3 separate regions of the Mus musculus genome follow, and regions 1 and 3 are each linked to region 2. Evidence: chromatin contacts called from public Hi-C and Micro-C data. All regions are on one chromosome and are shown on one strand. The core of a region is the stretch at or near the end of the contact, and the rest is flanking DNA. Distances in the headings are between cores, read along the strand shown.

Region 1 (3,740 bases), core at 639-3,138, 450 kb before region 2:
GGGGGCAGACGGACATATTCTTTGCACCTCCTCATCTACACCCTGCCCCAAGGTTGAGCTTCCCAGGGAAGATAGGAAATTCTGGGAGCCCTTAAGGAGTCCAAAGAGGATGTGACTGTAATTAAAAGAATGAACCCTTTCTTACAGGGTGAGTTTGGAGGAAGGTACTGAGTAAAAATAGCCTTATATGACAGGGTATATATACAGACATACACATATATGAATGCAGAAACAATTGATTGAAAAAAGACTGGCTATGAATTTGAAGGAGAACAACGTGGGTGTACGAGAGGCATCTTTGGAGAGATGTTATAATTAAAATACAATCCCAAAATAAATTTTTAAAAAGATAGCTGTCCATTCACACCACCCAACCTGCTCAGGAGAGATCTCCTGCTACCCACAGCTCAAAATACTGTAGGGGCTGGAGATGATGACCTCCTTTAGCTGGCTGCAGTCAAATGCTCCCCTCCCTACCCTGCTCCCCATGGTTTCTCCAGTTTGTAGAGCTTCTGCTTAGAACCCGGAAGCCAGTTAAGAAAGAGAGGGACTATGGCTGCTTTCCTCAACCCTGTGGAAGGACAATTTATAGAAGGGCAGGATTAGTCAGGCCCACTGTTTTAGAGGATTTGAGGCCACCAGACCTGGCAGTGGGAGAAACTGAGAAATCAGCCTGGAAGCTGAAGCAGGTATAGCTTCAAACATCCATCCCCAGATATAATAAAAACAAAAAGTCTTTTAAAAAAATATATAAATGTGTACAAATTAAAAGAGAGAGAAATGGGCTGTAAGCCAGGGAGCTGGGGCAAGGGGCAAGAACACTTGCTTTGCAAATACGGGGCTGAGTTCAGATTCCTAGCACTCACATAAAGGCTGAGTCCAATTGTATGCGGTTTTTTTAACCCCAGCATTGGTGGGGGATGGGAACACAGGCAGGCAGATTCTTAGAGCTGGCCAGCTACTAAACAGTGAGTTTCTAGTTCAGTAAAGAATCCTGTGTCAAGAGAGCAATAGGCGATGACACCTGAAGGCCTCCTCTGGCCTCTGAATGCAAATACATAGGAACACGTACACAGATACCCATGTGCATACAGCATACACAGAAACACACATACACACATTATATACAAACAAGCCATAGAATGCGAGCCCTATATATCAGTTTAAATTCTCTAGTAACCACATTTTTTAATAGCAGAAAGAAACGAGTAAAATTAACTTGATGATATATTTAATTTAGCCCAATAAATCCAAAATATTATTTTAACATATAATCAATATAAGCATATAAGGTATTTTACATTCTCTTTTAAAACTATACTATATTGTATCTGTAGTTGGAGCTAACCTCATTGTAAAATCCTTGCTCTCTACTTCTGGCTGGTGTCTAACGTATTGGAGCACACCGTTCTAGAATGCCAAGTCAGCCTTCAGCTTGACAATCCCGCCTGACAAGTGGTGAATCTGAAGGGATCAAGGAGGAAATGAAGGCACACAAGGTCAGGCGCGGGGAAGAGGGATTTCATAAGCCAGAGCGTGTTCACTCAGCTCCACAATTCCCCGCCAACAAAGCAAGGTGTGGTGCAAGGTTCCGTAGAACATTCTCCAGCTGGGAGGACCCTGGAGTGGCTGGTTTCATGGCTGCCCTCCGGAAATGCTGTGCTTAGAGCCTGGAAAACAGAACAGTTTGAAATGAATCCAGACTTTCAGATGCCTGATCCCCGCACCCCATCTGCCAAGCACCAGGAGCGAGGCAGATGCTGGAAACACATCTGTCAACCTGTTCCTACACTTTCTGGCACTCCCCCATGGAGCCTCTGCCCGCCCCCCTAGAAGAAGACTATACTCTCTGGGGTTACAATTCTTGGTGCCCACTGGGGGGCATCCTGGCGCATCCCTAGAGGTAGCTGAAGCAGAAGGTGGACTCCTGTCCTCAGAGAATGACTCTGCTGCTGCTCTGTGGCTCTCCGTGGCCCCTCCCCCCAGCCCTCTGACAAAGCCTTCTTCTGTAGTAGGAAGTGGGGTGCAGACCTCAGCAGCGACCTGCTCTCGCTAAAGTCAAGCCAAGTTCTCTGTTGGATGGCAAACTTGCTTCTGGGTCCTTTTGCTGTTCTACAACACACATCATGAAGATGTACTGGGGATATGTGCTACTCCTGACAAGCAATGTGTAACAGCTTCTGGGTAGAATCAGATGGGGGCAGAGCTATGAGGATAAGAGAGCTCCATTAGCACAGAGAGGGTGAGGCTGGCTTCCACATAGAAGTCCTTTGCCAATTCTCATGCCTCCTATGGGCATCCATCACTGGGGGTTCAGCATGATGCTCAATGAATACAACATGCATGAATTAAGGCGATTGTGCAAATATGGGCACTTTTTATATGCCCAAACAACTACATGCGTCTCGAAGCTCATGGTATCTTATTCTCCTGCTTCTTCAAGCCATTTCCTCTGTCCATGGACCACTACTATAAGGGCTGCTGAATAACTGCAGTCAATCAAACCGCTGGGGAAAGAAGTCAGTAATGAGGGGTAAGGGCAAGCAGGGAGGAGCCAGAGCAGACGAAGAAGTTGTGTCCCTGCGTCTGTCCATCTGTCTCTCCCTGCATTGTCTCTGGTACCGGGGGCTGGACAAGGTGTCAGGGGACTTGGGCTGGAAAAGGCTTTTGTTAATTCTTTATTTCTCCTCTTAAGCCATCAAAGAGCTTAGACATCAGCGAAATGCGGACACCATATATGGAAATGTTCGCTCTGATATTGATGTTTTCCTTGTAAAAGCACATTGTTTTATGTGTGGGTGGAGAAATTCTCTGTAAACTGTTAAATATGATGCAAATGCTAATTTCTCTGCAATGCCCTGGAAAGGAACTCTCTGGGAAGTGCATCTCAAGGAAGGCCATAAAAGAAGATGGTAAAAAATAAATTAGAGAGAAATGCGGACGGCAGCATACGGTGTGTATTTTGCCAACATGCAGCCATGTGTCCCCTCTCCAAACCCCAGCCCCAACGGAGAGGATCTACATACTGCATGACAGTTGCCACCAGTTCCCAGCAGCCACCCACCGGCTTTAACAACTTGCAGGAAACAGTATGCCAGTTTGCTTAAACACACATGCACGTGCGCATGCACACACACACACACTTTTTGTAATCACCAAGCATTTTCCTTCTTACAATTTTTTTAAAATATACTTTGGAATTAATCTTGAAAAGAAGAGATGTGAATGAAACAGTAGGGATGTGCCTTAAAAACCTATCCTTAGGCTGCAGAGAGAGCTGTCAGTGAAGTAAAGACCTGAGTTCAATCCCCAGGATCCATACATGGAAAGCCCGGCATGGTGATAGGAACTAAGCAAGCCTAGTCCTGGGGAGGTGAAAGCAGGCAGATCTCTGGGGCTCTCAGGCCAGCCAGGCTAGCCTATCCTGGCAAGTCCCAGTAAACGACCCTGAATCAAGAACAAGACAAAGCAGACAGTCCCTGCAGAATTCCAGGAGCTGTCCTCTGGTTTCCACATGCATGTACACACACACACACACACACACACACACACACACACACACACACACCAAATATACATAATACAACATACATATACACATACCACACGCACATACACATGCACTCCACACACACATACTGCATACATAAATTGTTCTACATTGTCCACTCTCCAGTCAGACTCCCAATAACCAAACTTTCTCTGCAAACCTCAGCTGCATTTTGGCCGTGCTTCAAAAG
Region 2 (3,444 bases), core at 593-3,092:
CTAGTTTACTAGTGTTTGTAAATTATGAGGATTTTTTCCCTTACGCGTTTGTTACTCAAATTTTCTGCCTTAAAAATAAATCAGAGACAGAAAAACAGAGATGCTCACCCATACACAAGTGCTCACACATGCTCATTCTCTCTCTCTCTCTCTCTCTCTCTCACACACACACACACACACACACCACACCACACCACACCCCGTACATCCCAATTTTGGACACAACTAGTCTGAAATCTCACTTCAACTGAGGGAAAAAACCATCATAGGGAACTTTTTCTTTTCCAAAAAAATTACCACACTTCCCACGCAATGTTTGCCTGTCATGAACCACTGCACAAATCAAGCATGGCCCAATGTATCAAGGTCACAAAACCAACTTGGTTAATATGTTTATCATTACACAGCAGCCCTGTCCCTTAAAGCTGCTTTGATACCATCTCTCCAAGGCACACACATACAAAGGCCCTTTTGCTCATTTCCTAAGTCTCTTTGATACATTCTTTGCTGTTTCTGGATTTTTCCACTGTATGTCTCTTAGAAGCAAATTAAGCCCGAAATCAGTTGTTCCAGCTAATGAAGTGTGCTTTTGGATCTTTTCTCCTCGGTTGAGAATTATCCGGCAAGCTACCAATTATTTTAGAACACATTTCTGTTAGTTTTGAAATATTGTGATGCTACGTTACCACAAACAAAAAAATAAATCAAGATAGCAACATACGAGACCATGTGTGTTTGTGTGTGTGTGTGTGTGTATGTATGTGTATATATATATATATATATATATATATATATATATATATATATATATATATGAAAAGTGCCGTACTCTTTTTTTTCATTAAAAAAATGTGTAGATGCCTCATGAATAAACATTTTAGGCTATCTAGATAAATATATGTGTTGGCATGACATCCAGAAAGGCAGAAAAGAGCATGCCTTCCCTTCTCTAACACCCCCACCCCCACCCGCGTCACATAACAGTTTCTCACAGGACACACTACCCTGGCAATCACTGTTCACAAATGCAAGCCACACAACTCAGAATGCCTCAAGCTCTCAGGTACTTTGCACCCTAAGCCCCACACCCCACCCACTCCCCAATCACTTCCAACAGGTTTCTCTGAATGAAAACCCCAAACTGGAGAGGCTTCCCAGGTCCCAAACTCTGCTCACACGCCCATCTGGATATCCCAGAACCCGGGTGTTTCCGCGTGGGCAAGGAGGATTCCACTGTACCCCGGAGTGGTTCGAGTCCCGACGCTCATTTCACCAGACGCACCGGTGCCAGCCGCTCGCCAGCCGCCCGCGGGATGCGGACACACGCACCCACGGCCAGGCCCCCCACCTCCGGCCCGCTTCGGCTCCTTCTGCAACTCTGTCCCGCGCGACCACCCAGACCCTGGACTCCCGGGCGTGGAGCCCACGGCGAGCGAGCGCGGCGCTGACAGATGGGGAAGGCGGGACATCGGGGGGAAGGGGCGGGGCCGCTCGGAGCGGGGGTGCTGGCGGCTGACAGGGCCGGGCGGGAGCCGGGCCTGGCGGGAAGGCGCTCGCAGACACACAGGGGCTGACAGGCGGGGAGACACACAGACGCCCGGGACTGACAGCTCTGGGGACGTTGGGCCTCGGCGGGCGCTCACCTGGCGGCGGCGGCGGCGGCACCCGTGGCCCCCGCTGCTCTCCCCACGCCGCGAGCCTCCCTCCTTCCTTGGTGGGCGGCCGGCCGGCACAGGCCCCGCGGAGGCGGCGGCGGCGGCGGTGGCGACGCCAGATCCACGGACTGCTTCTGGGGCGAAGACGAGCAGCACCAACTGACTCCCGGCCGCTCGGCCGAGCTCGGTGGCACTCGGAGGCGTTCGGCTCCGGTCGGCCCTCCTCGACTCGGCTGGGGGCGTGGCTCGACCCCACCCCCCACCCCCCGCCCGGGTCGCCTCAGGCGCTAGGAGGCGGGGCTTTGGGAACGGGCGCAAGCCCCTTGACGTCGCGGGGAGCGGACCTTACCCAGAGCGCATGCGCAGCTCGGCTGCGGGCCAGCGTTCTCTGTGTTGGGGGCCACGGGGGCAGGGGAGGCGGACAACTGAGCGGATGCTGAGGCCCTAAGCGGTTCCCGGCCTTTGTGCTCCGTATCCTGGTCTTTCTTGAGGGCCACCTAAGGAAGGCCACACGAGGTTAAACTTTCAAAAGGATGTAGTCTGGGCAAGGGTCCCAGACCCATGCGCCCTCTCTCCAGTGCAGTGTTTCCAAATTAGCCACATTTGGGAGTTGCTTTAACGCCACTAAGGGTTCACGGCAGGTTCTAGTATCTTGTTTACTCAGAGAAATAGCGGCCGAAACGAAGGCATGATCTCCGATTCTTTAACACTGTCTTAGGATAGTGGCGCTTTCAAACACCTGCTCCCTTCATGTACATTTTCACAGCTGCTGTTGGCCTGGAATTAAAAATCTTGGTTCCTGTTCCAGGCACCTTTTCACAACAGAACCTAAATCTGTGGCAAATATGTTTAGAAAGTGGTCCCCTACTGCTTCGGATCCAGATTGACAAATAGAGCTCTGAAGACTGAGCGGGTCCCAACCCCAAATTAGCTTATATCGAATATCAACTGGCCACAATTGCTCATCCACAAAAGGCAACAAAATGTTAGGATTATATAGAATGAGTGAGAAGATTAAATGGCAGTCTATATAAAGCTTCTTGCACGTTATCTTGGTGTTTAGCAAATGAGGCTGACTTTATTGCTGTGTATAAGATGGTCTACACCCATAATCTCACTGAAAGAGGCTGAAGCAGGAGGATTGCAAGTTTGGGATCAGCCTAGGCTACAAAGCAAGTTCCAAACCAGTCTGGACTACATAGTAAGAACCTGTCTCAAAGAGCAAAACAAAAAAAGCTGAATTTATCACAGTTAGTAAATGTATGTTTTAAGTGTGAGCAATGTGTCAAACTTAACATGTCCAGCATCAAACACTAGAACTTGTACCTTAACACACTGCATATGGTTATTACACAATCTTCCTCATTACATACAGTTCATGTCAAGCCCAGTTTTGTTTTGTTTTGTTTTGTTTTGTTTTGTTTTTAATGATCAGGCCAAAGGTCTCAGCCACCCTTCACTCCTCTCTTCCAATCATAGCCATCTTAATCCATTAGCCAGCCTGCCAGCCCCACCTTTAGACATCTGCATGCTGGGAATACTGCAATAGCATCTTCCCTACCTGCTCTCCTTCATTCCAGCCTGTAGTCAACACAGCAGTCACTGGGATCTTGTTAAAGCCTAAGCCAAAATAATGTTCCTGGGGGCTGGGGGGGAGGAGAGGAAGGAAGGGAAAACGATTAGAATGTAAAATAAATCATTTTTTTATAAAAAAAAACCCAATGGTTTCTATCTTGGGCACATTATTTTTTTAAAAAACAGCCTTTATTCCAGGGACCCCTAGATCACG
Region 3 (3,671 bases), core at 576-3,075, 420 kb before region 2:
TCTGGGACTTCTGATCTGTCCGATCTATGACAATAGTATCCAAGCCTCAGGTTCCTCGTCTGAATTAAAGGGACTCTTTTAGAGTGCGGAGGGTTAAATGAGAATCATGTATGTATAGCCCCTCCCACAGCACCAGACAGGACAAGTATGCTGTGATTATTAATCGAGGTGCTCACAACAAAATAAGTTGGAGTTCAGTGTGGCTAAGCAACTTGCCAAGGTCACACATCCGCTAAGGGGCAGATCTGGGCTAGAAACACAGGCAGCCAAATGGCAACCTCCTTTCCTTACCTCCACCTGAGCAGTGCCCAAACTACTTGATTTCCATTTCAGCGCAAACCCTGAGCCCAGGCGCGAAGTCTACCTGCTCTGGTTGGGATTTTTCCATGGGGGTGGGGGTGGGGAGGGAGAGATGTTGGAATGCACACAAACACCCACGCAAGGTTCATGGTGATTTCATTAACTGGGGACCCTGTTTCCCTGAGCCCCAATAGTACCCTTGCCCCCAGCCCCATCACTGAGCTTAGGGTTGCTCTACTTTGTGTGAACAGAACTGGGCAGCGTTGGGCCGGCAAATACCACGTGACAGTCTTACTTGGCCCCTTCCTCTTTCTCTTCTCCACCCCACCTCCTTCTTGCCGCCCCTCCCCAATTCAGCAGCAAAGACCTTTTCTCTCCAGGCCCAGGGCACAAACTCTGCACTTCCGATGGAAACAAGCGCTGAATAGATTTAGCAGGTTCTGATAAATGTCACGTTTATTTTGGTGCCAATAGAGTCACTGAATCTTAATTAAGACCCGACCCCCACCCTGCCCCAGATGTTGGTACTGATGGGAACGCCACACGCCACAGACTCCACTGACACCCGGAAAACAAGGTTCCTGTAAGGTTCCTGTAAGCCAGTGCTGGGGAGTGGTGCTGGGCTTGGCCCTGTCCACACAGGGACACTTTTTAAGGGGGCTTGTTCCAGCAAAATCTTTCTGATGCCTCTTTTCCAGTTTTAGTTTCCTCATCTTAAGGAAAAAGAGAACCTGCCCTTTCCACCCTAGGGCACTTCCCGGCTGGGGGCTGAGAGCCACAGGGACATTCTAAGCCTGTTTGCTGATTCTAATTGATTCCAAGCCGCAGGCCCGGGGGAATAGGCATGGGGGGGCGGGGGGGGGGGAGTTGGCTGGGAGAGCGGAGCTGCTACGTGGGCGGAGCTGAACTGGGTGGCTGAGCCAGCAGCTTCTAGCCTGCCAGAGAGTGAAAGCACACAGATTCCAGCCCCTTGTCCAGAAAGCTCCACCTAGGATAAGGAACCCAGGCCTTGGAGGGAGGAGGATGTTGGAAGGGGCGGGGCCAGAAGCATAGGCCATCTTTTCATTTGACTCCGGGTAACTGGAGTGAAAGACAAAAGACACAGACAAACCTGACTCTTAGCGCGCTCCCTGCCACCCCCGCCCCGTGCAAGCAGCTTCAGAAGCCTCTGGGCAGGAGAACACGTGAGGTGATGGATGCTCCGGAGTGAGGCGCATCCCTCCTACTCACGGAAGACTAAAAACTCTCTCTGCGTTTTGCTGAGCCTAGGTGTTCTCCCAGGGTTCCTTCTATAGATTTTATGTTCTCGACGTTTTTCTTTGGGTCACAGTTATGAACCAAAGGCTGCAACTGTATAGTTGGAGTGAGGAGATGGCTATAGGAAGGAGGAAGTACCAGAGGGAGACTTGGGAGAAAGTTCTTCATCTGCCTGTGGTAGGACTTGGTAGGAGATGGGGAGTGGAGAGGGCGGCTAGTGTGCTCAGAGGGTGGTCACAGGAAACAAGAAAGGGGAAGTCTGCAGAGGGAAGCAGTTTAGGGGGCGTGGTCAAGAGAGTTGCCATTGTTAGTAGTGGGAGCCCTTTGTGCTGAGCACCTCCGGGGTACTGAAATTCCCACTAGCACCAGTGGTTATCACAGGACAGAGACAGCAGCCGCATCTTCTACAGAGCTGATCTAAAAATTGGCCAGGGGAGGCATCCAGGACTTAAATTGAATACCTGTTTCAGAAGTTTGCTGAGGCAAAAAGAAGCAAGAAGATCTGGTCCGTGATCATTATCGCTACATTTGACTTGAGCTGACTTCTGTCTGAAGCTTTGCAGTGGCCACCTCGTCCCAGCAACGACTGCCTCTGCAACATATTGTCTTCAATTTAGGGTGTTTTTCATGCTATATTGTAACGACCTGTGATAGACTGAGCACCATCTCCACGTGCTTTTAACCCTTAACCCTAGGCCTTCTCTCCAGCCCCAAGATGACTAATTTTTTTTTTAAATAAAAGACTACATCAACTTTATATTTCTGATGATTAGGCGGAATGTGACCATTACAAAACATTTAGAATCTAAATTTAAAAAAAAAAAGACATCCAAGAAAACAAATTCACATGCCCTTCTACCAGATTATACAATATAAACTTCCCCTGAAGTCAAAATTATGACACAAACAGAGCTTTATTCCCTCCTTCTACTTTCAACGATGAGTCATAAACACTTTATCTGTGGCAGTAATTATTTAACCCACACAATTTGATGGTTGCATGGCTTCTGCCTCGTGGACGCCTCTGTTTGACCAGCTCAACCCCTTATGACTCAGACCCTTAGACCATTTCCATCTTTCCCCAATTATCCATAACAGCGCAGTGGCGAGCGTCCTTCTTACAGGTTTTCCTTAGGTTAAATTTTTGAAAGCAGGATTATAGAGTCAAAACTGGGGATGCAGCTTAGTGGTAGAATATTTATGTAGCATGTGTGAAGCCCCGAGTTCAACCCTCAGCACCACACAGACACAGATATTACAGGGCCAGGCTGGATAACTATCACAACCTCTATGAAGGGAATACAGCTAAGTTACCTTTGAGAGGAACTCACCTTCACGAAGCAGACCCTTGAGCCTTGTGCTATTCAAAGTGTTAGTCACTGGCTACATGTGGCTACTTAAAATTAAATTAAAAGAACACCCAATTAAAAGCGCAGCCCCTTCTCTCACCAACCAGTGACATTTCAAGTGTTCAACAGCATGTGCTTGGTTGAGTCTATAGGTCTGCACAGGCAGACCTTTCCATCACAAGAGAAAACTGTCCTAGAGGAAGCTATGGCGGACTAGAGAGAGCATAAGTGCAATCCATAAATGAAACCGCCTTTACAGAAAGTCAAGGGGTGATACATGCCTCTGAAAAGAGAGAGTGCAGTGAGAGAGTTTTAGTTAGAGAGCTTTACCATCTGGGTAAGACAGTCGGGGACTCTGTCTCTGAGAAAGTAACCTTTTGCCAGTGAGTCATAGAAAGAGTGTAAGAGGAAAGAGAGTTGCAGGCAAAAGGCCCTGAGACAAGAGTGTGCACGGCCTCGTTTGAAGAAAACCAAAGGACGTCCCGTGATGTGTGCCTATAGCCCCAGGTATTTGGGAGGCTAATGCTAGAAGGTTGCTTGAAGCCATCAGTTCAAGACAAGGGTAGTCAGCCTAGCAAGCTGACACAGGAGAAAAAGAAGGGGAAAGAGGGGAGAGGGGAGAGGGGAGAAAGAAGGGGGATTGTTCTGGATAGATTAAAGTGAAAATGTTAGAAAAATAGGAGATGAAATCAGAGATGTATTTTCACAAGATCAAGTCAGGCCTTGAGAGCGGGAGAGATGCCGCAGCTGTTAAGAACACTAGCT

What was found. Hi-C and Micro-C count contacts between places; a contact is called where the count stands out from the background.
Region 1: a Hi-C map of double positive thymocytes shows a contact between it and region 2, with 2.2 times the contacts expected there. The contact joins the enhancer-like site here to the promoter of Zhx3 in region 2. A contact is called at or near these places in 5 of 39 promoter capture datasets (HPC-7-derived erythroid cells, embryonic stem cells, pre-B cells and 1 more), 2 of 484 Hi-C or Micro-C datasets (both in double positive thymocytes), 3 of 115 datasets of contacts at active chromatin or transcription factors (embryonic stem cells and stem cell-derived neural progenitor cells) and 2 of 9 other capture datasets (adipose tissue and liver).
Region 3: a contact with region 2 is called in a Micro-C map of embryonic stem cells, with 2.4 times the contacts expected there. The contact joins the enhancer-like site here to the promoter of Zhx3 in region 2. A contact is called at or near these places in 1 of 39 promoter capture datasets (pre-B cells), 1 of 484 Hi-C or Micro-C datasets (embryonic stem cells) and 1 of 9 other capture datasets (liver).

Annotation. Positions count from the first base shown.
Region 1 is chr2:160,419,768-160,423,507 of GRCm38.p6, forward strand. No RefSeq gene overlaps it. Among named protein-coding and RNA genes, the nearest start is that of Gm34980, 47 kb to the left of the region's middle. Within about 2 kb of position 1,889, at least 29 of the 459 cell types and tissues checked have an H3K27ac peak or open chromatin away from gene starts, as enhancers often do. A contact at or near this core is called in double positive thymocytes, where this site is marked.
Region 2 is chr2:160,871,148-160,874,591 of GRCm38.p6, forward strand. It overlaps Zhx3 (zinc fingers and homeoboxes 3), which reads right to left and starts at 1,843. Exons shown (of 4, transcript NM_177263.3): 1 at 1,644-1,843. Gm35129 (a long non-coding RNA gene) reads left to right here and starts at 1,851. Exons shown (of 3, transcript XR_866921.2): 1 at 1,851-3,444.
Region 3 is chr2:160,450,371-160,454,041 of GRCm38.p6, forward strand. No RefSeq gene overlaps it. Among named protein-coding and RNA genes, the nearest start is that of Gm34980, 78 kb to the left of the region's middle. Within about 2 kb of position 1,826, at least 176 of the 459 cell types and tissues checked have an H3K27ac peak or open chromatin away from gene starts, as enhancers often do. A contact at or near this core is called in embryonic stem cells, where this site is marked.